Linked DNA regions of Sus scrofa: region 2 is linked to region 1. The links are chromatin contacts, called in public Hi-C maps. All regions are on one chromosome and are shown on one strand. Each heading gives the region's core, a stretch centred on a gene start, on an enhancer-like site or on the middle of the called end of the contact. The rest is flanking DNA. Distances are from core to core; before and after follow the strand shown.

Region 1 (4,372 bases), core at 1,201-3,700:
GTCCTGAGAAGTGACCCTGGTGTCTTCGCCTGTAAAGGAAGAGCAGACATAACCTGAGCAGAAGCTGATTGCGGTGGTGGCTGCAACAAGGCCTCAGTCCATCCCACTGGGGTCTGAGTGGGAGGGCCTTGCAGACTCGTCCTGCCACCAGGGAGGCCCTGGCCCTCTCTCCTCCCTTCATGGACCAGTCATGGGGTGCTGTGAACTTGGGCAGGCGGCTCCCTTCACCCAGGCCAGTTCCCGGCCAGGGGCTCAGCAGAGAGCCTGGAGCCACCAACGTTCCCAGCAGCTGAGGGATGCTGAGGGGGACCTGGGCACCACTGCGGCCACCGCTGTCCCCTTTAAATACCTCTTGACCTGTCTGCCCCTTCTTGAGCATTGCCTCTCCCCAGGCTCCATTCTCGGGCCTTTTCTTCGTTGACTCCCATTTCTTTGGGGGGAGCAGGGAGCATGACCCGTGCTCCCCGGCCTTAACCAGCCCTGAGCCTGGGCCCCAGGGTTTCCTGTCTCTCCAGCATCGCCAGTTTACGCTTCTCTTTGCCCCGCCCCTTGGGACGGCCCACCTCTTGCATCCTTTGATCCACCCCCACCCCCCCCACTGCTCCTACACGCGGCCCTCACTGCCTCCCTCCCGGGCTTGCTGTCCACTCAGGCCCCCGGCTCCCGGCATGGGCGTCACAGCCCTTCGGGAGTGGAAGGGGTCACTTTACATGCATGTTTCCTCCCTCCTGTCTCTGTTTCCAGCGTTGCTCTCTCCTGCGTCCCCCAAAGCCAGCCCCTCCGCCTCGCCACTGCTGCTGGGGACACTTCCTCAATCACAGATTGTTATTCACATAGGAACAGTTGCTGGACGCTTGCCACGGCCTGCCCACATCACATTCTGGGCCAGTCATGGTGAGTGACGCAGAAAAAGTCTCTGCTTGGAGTTCCCGTTGTGGCTCAGAGGGTTATGAACTTGACCAGTACCCACAAAGATCCTGGCCTCACTCAGTGGGTTAGGGATCCCAGCTTGCCGTTGCTGTGGTGCAGGCCGGCAGCTGCAGCTCCAATTCAACCTCCAACCTGGGAACTTCCATATGCTGCGGGTGCAGACCTAAAAAGAAAAAGAAAACAAAAGCAAGAAAAAGTCTCTGCTTTCAGTGGCGTTTACATTTTAGTAGGAGACACAGGAAACTAAAGAAATGACTGAATGAGCTGATGGGTAAATCAGTATTAGAGAGTGATAAATGCTGTGCCAAGAATTAGAATAAGGAGTTCCCGTCGTGGCTCAGCAGAAATGAATCTGACTAGTATCCATGAGGATGTGGGTTCGATCCCTGGGCCCGCTCAGCAGGTTAAGGATCCAGGGTTGCTGTGAGCTGTGGTGTAGGTCGAAGATGCGGCTCCGATCTGGCGTTGCTGTGGCTGTGGTGTAGGCTGGCAGCTACAGCTTAGATTCCACCACTAGCCTGGGAACCTCCATATGCCCTGGGTATGGCCCTAAAAAGACAAAAGTAAAAAACAAAACCCCCAAGATTTAGAATACTGTGGCCGAGTGTGGCAGGATCAGCAAAGGTCTCACGTTGTCTTCTGGGCAGGGGGCAGACTCTAGTGTGGCACAAAAGGCTCTGGTGGAGACAAGCTCTGGCCCCCTGGCGAGGACTGACAGCTTCCTCCTGCCCCTTGCACTCGGTCAGTTGGGGGTAACCCTTCCTGGAGGGCCAAGGGGCCACCTGGGTTCCCCTTCTCCCCCGCCTTCCTTCCCTTATCCTCCCAGTCCCCCCTGTGCTGGAACAATGTCCCTTATGGCTGACAGCGACAAAAGCCCAGCTGGCCTCAGCAGGTTTATTCTTATCAGTGACTAGACCCAGACAATTAACAATCCCTTTCAACGGCCCTCTTGGCCATGATTTTTGGGAAATGCTGACTAGGACATGACTTGGGGAAGAGAGATTATTTTAAAAAAAGAAAGAAAAGAAAACAGGTGCAGTGCTCTTTCCTACTGAGCCTGTCACCGGGGTTAGATTTGCAGCCTCCACCCTTAACCGTTGTCCCCTGCCTGCCCAGGAGCCGCCCCTCCCCCAATTCCACCTCCCTGAGGTTTTGGAAGGAAAACTAAACAATGGCTAAATGAAACCAAGCCCATTATCAACGGGTTCCACGTCACGGCTGATAATTCCTCGAAAATCCCGGTTCTCATCAAGAATCTCCGACTTCATTTCCCTGCACTTGTCGCCGGTGGGCGCAGATGAAAGTGGGAGAGAAACGCAAGGCCCAGGGCGCCTTGCTTTGGCAGCCAGCCCCTCGGCCTTTGCTTATGTACCGGGCACCTGATCATCAAGCCAAAGACACGGGTGGCTGGTTTCCTAAACGCCCCAGATGCACCCGGAGCTCCTCCCCTCCGGGGGCCGCCTCTTTGCCCCTTTATCTGGGCACCGCCTTCCTGCACCCACCCACCACCTCCTTCGCAGACTGGCCGCGCCTTCGCTTGGCTCCCCCTAGCGGCGGGCGCCGTCCATCACCCGTGGGAACACGGGTCCCGCACCTCCCGCGCCGGCTCCAAGGCAGACGGAAAAGACATTAAAACCGGAGAAAGCCGAGCATCGATCCCTCAGCGGAGATCCAGCTTTTATTTTCACCACAACCGACGGTCCCGTCAGACCTTGTGTGAGGTTTTTTTTTTTCTTTCCTGTCTGATTACACACAAAAAAATCACAACCATGTAAACCAAAATTTGTAACTTATATAATCAAGACTTTTAGGTGTGATTCTTTATTACACGTAAAAATAAAATCGATAAAAAATAAAAAATGCTCTTATCTGAACATTTATATCTGAATTGCAATGTAAGTTGGTTCTGTAAGACCAACTGGTCACCTCGACTGCTGTCTTGAGTGGAATCTATATGGTTACTTTAAGAAAACTGTAATTCTAGGGTGATGCCTGCACTTCTGAGGCTGGTAATAGTCTTAGGAGGGGGCTGAGCCTGTATGATAGGAAGAAGGCTGGAGAGGCTCTTCTGCGGCTAAACATTTTACTCTGTGTCACGCGATCTGAAATGATTCACTTACCTTGAGCTGAAGTCAAACGCTCATAATAGGCAGATGTCATGAGAATCAGCGCATTGTCATCCTTCTCTCTTTCCATTGTTAAACCTCTGAAAGCCTAACTCTGAGCCACTGGGAAGAGGTGGGGACAGAGGGCTGTAGGGGGAGGGGTCCATTTTCTCGCCCCCAGGTAACTAAAAGACAGAATGAGAAGTGGGGACAGAGACTGGGCAGCGTCCTAGAAGGTGGAAAGAGGTGTGAATAGGGCTTTCCCAGCGTCTGTCCTTGGTCACCACTTTTTAAAATTTCTATTTCACTAGGCTTTATGAAAATTTCTCTCTCCAAAATGTCAGTGGTGCAGGCCAAGGGCTGACGGATTTTTATTCTTTATTTTACCTGTGTGTTAACTCATTAAATCCTCCTCACAGCCTTACGAGGGAGTATCCATTGCAGAGATAAACTGCCGCACGGAGAGGTTAAGGGACTCGTCTAGAGGCACTGAGGGAGCAGATTCCAGCCCAGCAAGTGCCTCGACTTCGCACCCCTGCGGGGAGCTGCCCTTCCGCTGGAGGCGCGCAGGGCGGGGCTTCCGCAGCAGGAGCTGGTCTGATCTCTGCAGTGGACGGACCATGACCTTTTAGGGCACTTTGATTGATTATCAGTCAGTCTTGGAAGGAGAGTCTTTCTTCGAAGCTTAAGTCAGCACGGCCTTCTATCTTATCCTTCAGGACCCTAAGCTGAACTCTATACAGATGAGCTGGAATCTGGGTGGCCTCCATCTCCACCAGACCGCGTGGCAGAAATGAAAATACCCTTTACCCCCCACTTTCATCAATTACTTTTTGTAGAACAAAGATAAGATTTTCTTAAGAAAGCTTTTGTTCTTGGTGGTTTATAAACGATCCATCTGAGAGTTTCACAGCAGCAGGAGCCGGAGAACTCCTGCCCTGTGACCTTGACCGTGTTTGTCACCTCGCAGCACATTGTTCTGGTAGGGACCGGAGAGAAATGGAGGAAAGAACCACTCCATGACGGAAACCCAAAGTCCCTCCGTACATGCAGACAAGCCATTGAAATAAAGAACAATAAGACAGATCAAACTCACGCTGGTCGTGGTGCCTTCTTATGGCTCCCCACCCCCACCCCCCAACTATGACTTTATCTAGTGGGTTAGCGTAAATCCATGTGGTTAGATCTCTTACCAAGGGGGCGGAGATCTGATTCCAGATCAACCAGCGAAAGCCGGATAGTCTTAACCACTGACGTCTGCAACAGCTAAATAAGACCCGTGTCACCTCCCTTATGCAGGCTTTTCTACTGTATTTCTGGAAATGTGCTCCATTGTC
Region 2 (4,372 bases), core at 660-3,159, 130 kb after region 1:
CACATCCTCATGGATACTAGTCAGGTTCGTAACCTGCTGAGCCACAGTTGGAACTCCTGGGGCGCACATATCTTTTTGAATTAGTTTTCATCCTTTCCAGATACATGCCCAGGAGTGGGATTGCTGGATCATATGGGAACTCTATTTTTAGTTTTTTAGGGAACCTCCACACTGTTTTCCACAGTGGCTTCACCAGTTTACATTCAAGGGAGATTTTTCTTGTTCTAGGACATATTCACATTACCAAGATTTTATTTATTTTAAAGATAAATGTTAGCAGATAAGCCTCTTTATATCTTTTATTTTCCAACTATAGGTTTATATTGTACTTAAAGTCATTATCAAACAGTTTATGATCAGATCTAGAATCCGTGTGAACTCTTAAAGGCTGCTTGGTACCATAAGCACCATTCCTGCACCGTCTTAGCAGAGATGTTGAAGAGGAAATCTTACTTTTGCTATAACTCTACATGAGCACAACATCTCACGAACTCCTAAGAAATACTGGAGTTCCTGTTGTGGCTCAGTGGAAGTGAATCTGACTAGCATCCATGGGGACGCAGGTTCAATCCCTGGCCTTGCTCAGTGGGTTAAGAATCCAGCATTGCTGTGAGCTGTGGTGTAGGTTACAGATGCATCTTGGATCCTGAGTTGCCTTGGATCCTAGGCCGGCAGCTGTAGCTCCCATTCGACCCCTAGCCTGGGAACCTCCATATGCTGTGGGTGCAGCCCTAAAAAGACAAAAAAAAAAAAAAGAGAAAGAAATATTAATCATACAGTATGATTTGAACCATTGCCATGACTTGTATATAGGAATGACATGTATAAAGGAATAGAATTTTTATAGGGAGGTAATACTTAATGTTTCTTAGATTTCAGCATGCTTCATTTTAATTTTTTATCACAAAAGTAAAAAAGAGATTTTAACCAAATAGAAATAACATACCCTATTTATGATAGACTGTCTCAATAAAGTGCATTTATTTGAGTCTAAGAAGCCTAAAATGAAGGATTCATGATGAATCTGAACTTTCAGTGACAGAAAATTCTATTAGGGCTGTTTTCAGTTATAGGATGTGTTATATTCATTCCAGTGTTTGTATGCTATTTTTATTAGTATCTACAAGAAGTTATTTTATATTTCCATGTTGTATCAAAATTTGGAAATAACGATCAGGTTACCCTCATGCAAGATGATTTCATGTTATCATACTTTCCTTTAGATGCTTTTACCATATTGTTCTATAGCACGATAAAAATGTGGATGAATCCAGGGAACTGCAAGTTATCATGGAAAAATATTCATCTGCACTTGCTCCGGGTAAATAAATCTCTCCTCTACCCCCCGCCCGCCCGGATGAAAAAGAGAAATTATCACACACCTCCCCATTTCTAATAACCTCCTTCTAGAATCCTCCTGCTGAGTTTTATTATTTCTTCCCACCAAGGAGAAGGCACAGCTGAATAAGGGGAGGCAGGTCAGTGGACATGGTCGGGCGTTTTCCACAGGGGCGTATGTGTTAGGCTTTGCGCATGGAACCCAGACTGGTGGGAAATTGGAAATTAGATTTATGAGAAAGCAATGCCGGTTCTCAGCTTTCCTCAGCCCATTGTTTTCAGGGAAGTATGTGTTTCTCACGGGCAAAGGAGGGGATCCAGATCAAGATAATGCAGAGAACCAGGAAGTCCGAGATGGGCTTGGTTTCAAAACCGATTCGAACGTACAGGACTCTTAAGCTGATGGGCTGAGGCTGGGCTATTTCAACTGTGACACCAAGGGAAGTCCTAAGAGCTTTAGAAAGTGAGGGGGTGGCTCTGAGACAAATGTTTCAGGACGCTGGAACTGCAAGAAAAACTAACTGGGTCTGAGTGAAACAGCCCTCCCCCGCCCCCTTATGGTGGCTTCTGGGCACCATGGCAAGGCCCAGAGGAGTCGTTAGGCTTCTCTAACCCAGGGAAGGAAATCGTACACTCCTGCATTCACCCTCAGAACAAGCTTCATTTTATTCCTGGAGAAACCAACTGAAATTTCAGCATAGGCAAGAGGACTGTTTCAAATGCAGAAACATGGAGAAGGTACCTCTTAATCAGGGTTGTTTATCCAGCCTGGGAGCCACGGCCGGTCACGCTGCTCGCTTGGTGCCGTTGGGTCTGCTCTGACGCCTGGATGGACAGGAAGTCCTTAAGATTAAAGATTGTATTTTTATGGGCTCATGCCTGCCTATCCCAAGCTATAAACTGAAGAGAGTTGTAATTGGGAGTCAGTCTCTAGAAAGGATATTACCAGTCATTTGCGTGAGTGTCAGGATGAAAAACAGGAGGAAATCAAGGTGGAGTCTGGGGGAAGGAGCACTAAGTAGAAACCAGCCGGGAACATTGGAAATTAAAGCATTGCTGGGCTGAGGTAGAACGCTCTTATCTGGGATCAGTATGGCATATATAATTAAACCAAAACTGCTAATCAGCACAGAATATGAGGATATTAACAGGGCAAATAAAAGATTGCATCTCACTTTCTGCAGCTGCCTTTCACAAAAGGACTTTTCTTCTTCTTCTTCTTCTTTTTTTTTTTTTTTTTTTTCCAGAAAAAATATCTTGGCAAGTGGAAACAAGTAAATGCTTGAGAAAGTAAAACCGCCTGTGAGTGTAGGAAAAAGCCCGTTGGTTCTGGTTCAGCCCTGCTCCACGTTGTGGCTCTTTCTGCAATTGTTTGGAATTGATGGGACATGTTGAAAGTCCCCTCGCTAGTGGGCGACTTAGGGTTCTGTACTTCACAGTCATAAAAACGTGGGTTTTTATTTTTATGCACAGTATTTGTCAAGGTAAGGTGACAAGACGCCATGTATGATTATTAAGTTAGACTGGAGACAAAAACGCATTAGCATTTTGGAATGAAAAATTGTTAATACAGCAGGAAGTTCATATTTATTTCCCATGCATGTTGTGGTTAGGATGGATTTATTTATTTATTTATTTATTTTCTTTTCCCACTGTACAGCAAGGGGGTCAGGTTATCCTTACATGTATACATTACAATTATATTTTTTCCCCCACCCTTTCTTCTGTTGCAACATGAGTATCTAGACAAAGTTCTCAATGCTATTCAGCAGGATCTCCTTGTAAATCTATTCTAAGTTGTGTCTGATAAGCCCAAGCTCCCGATCCCTCCCACTCCCTCCCCCTTCATCAGGCAGCCACAAGTCTCTTCTCCAAGTCCATGATTTTCTTTTCTGAGGAGATGTTCATTTGTGCTGGATATTAGATTCCAGTTATAAGTGATATCATATGGTATTTGTCTTTGTCTTTCTGACTCATTTCACTCAGTATGAGATTCTCTAGTTCCATCCATGTTGCTGCAAATGGCATGATGTCGTTCTTTTTTATGGCTGAGTAGTATTCCATTGTGTATATATACCACCTCTTCCGAATCCAATCATCTGTCGATGAACATTTGGGTTGTTTCCATGTCCTGGCTATTGTGAATAGTGCTGCAATGAACATGCAGGTGCATGTGTCTCTTTTAAGGAGAGTTTTGTCCGGATAGATGCCCAAGAGTGGGATTGCGGGGTCATATGGCAGTTCTATGTATAGATTTCTAAGGTATCTCCAAACTGTTCTCCATAGTGGCTGTACCAGTTTACATTCCCACCAACAGTGCAGGAGGGTTCCCTTTTCTCCACAGCCCCTCCAGCACTTGTTATTTGTGGATTTATTAATGATGGCCATTCTGACTGGTGTGAGGTGGTATCTCATGGTAGCTGTGATTTGCATTTCTCTTATAATCAACGATGTTGAGCATTTTTTCATGTGTTTGCTGGCCATCTGTATATCTTCTTTGGAGAAATGTCTATTCAGGTCTTTCGCCCATTTTTCCATTGATTGATTGGTCTTTTTGCTGTTGGGCTGTATAAGTTGCTTATATATTCTAGAGATTAAGCCCTTGTTGGTTGCATCATTTGAAACTATTTTCTCCCATTCTGAAAGTTGTCTTTTTGTTTTCTTTTGGGTTTCCTTTGCTGTGCAAAAAGCTTTTCAGTTTGATGAGGTCCCATGGGTTTATTTTTGCTCTAATTTCTATTGCTTTGGGAGACTGACCTGAGAAAATATTCATGATGTTGATGTCAGAGAGTGTTTTGCCTGTGTTTTCTTCTAGGAGTTTGATGGTGTCCTGTCTCATATTTAAGTCTTTCAGCCATTTGGAGTTTATTTTTGTGCATGGTGTGAGGGTGTGTTCTAGTTTCATTGCTTTGCATGCAGCTGTCCAGGTTTCCCAGCAATGCTTGCTGAATGGTTAGGATGGATTTAAAACTCACAACCTCAGAGGCTAAGTTTTTAGACATGACTGGAATTTTTGGAATTTTGGAAGTATGTG

Evidence for each region. Hi-C and Micro-C count contacts between places; a contact is called where the count stands out from the background.
Region 2: a Hi-C map of skeletal muscle shows a contact between it and region 1, with 12 times the contacts expected there. The contact joins two enhancer-like sites. A contact is called at or near these places in 5 of 47 Hi-C or Micro-C datasets (heart right ventricle, liver and skeletal muscle) and 1 of 2 datasets of contacts at active chromatin or transcription factors (skeletal muscle).

Annotation. Positions count from the first base shown.
Region 1 is chr11:74,293,206-74,297,577 of Sscrofa11.1, forward strand. It overlaps LOC110255853 (a long non-coding RNA gene), which reads left to right. Exons shown (of 5, transcript XR_002336751.1): 4 at 1-894; 5 at 2,047-2,170. Among named protein-coding and RNA genes, the nearest start is that of ARGLU1, 28 kb to the left of the region's middle. Within about 2 kb of position 2,451, at least 32 of the 83 cell types and tissues checked have an H3K27ac peak or open chromatin away from gene starts, as enhancers often do. A contact at or near this core is called in liver and skeletal muscle, where this site is marked.
Region 2 is chr11:74,420,187-74,424,558 of Sscrofa11.1, forward strand. All of the region lies in intron 2 of LOC110255854 (a long non-coding RNA gene), which reads left to right. Among named protein-coding and RNA genes, the nearest start is that of ARGLU1, 150 kb to the left of the region's middle. Within about 2 kb of position 1,910, at least 16 of the 83 cell types and tissues checked have an H3K27ac peak or open chromatin away from gene starts, as enhancers often do. A contact at or near this core is called in liver and skeletal muscle, where this site is marked.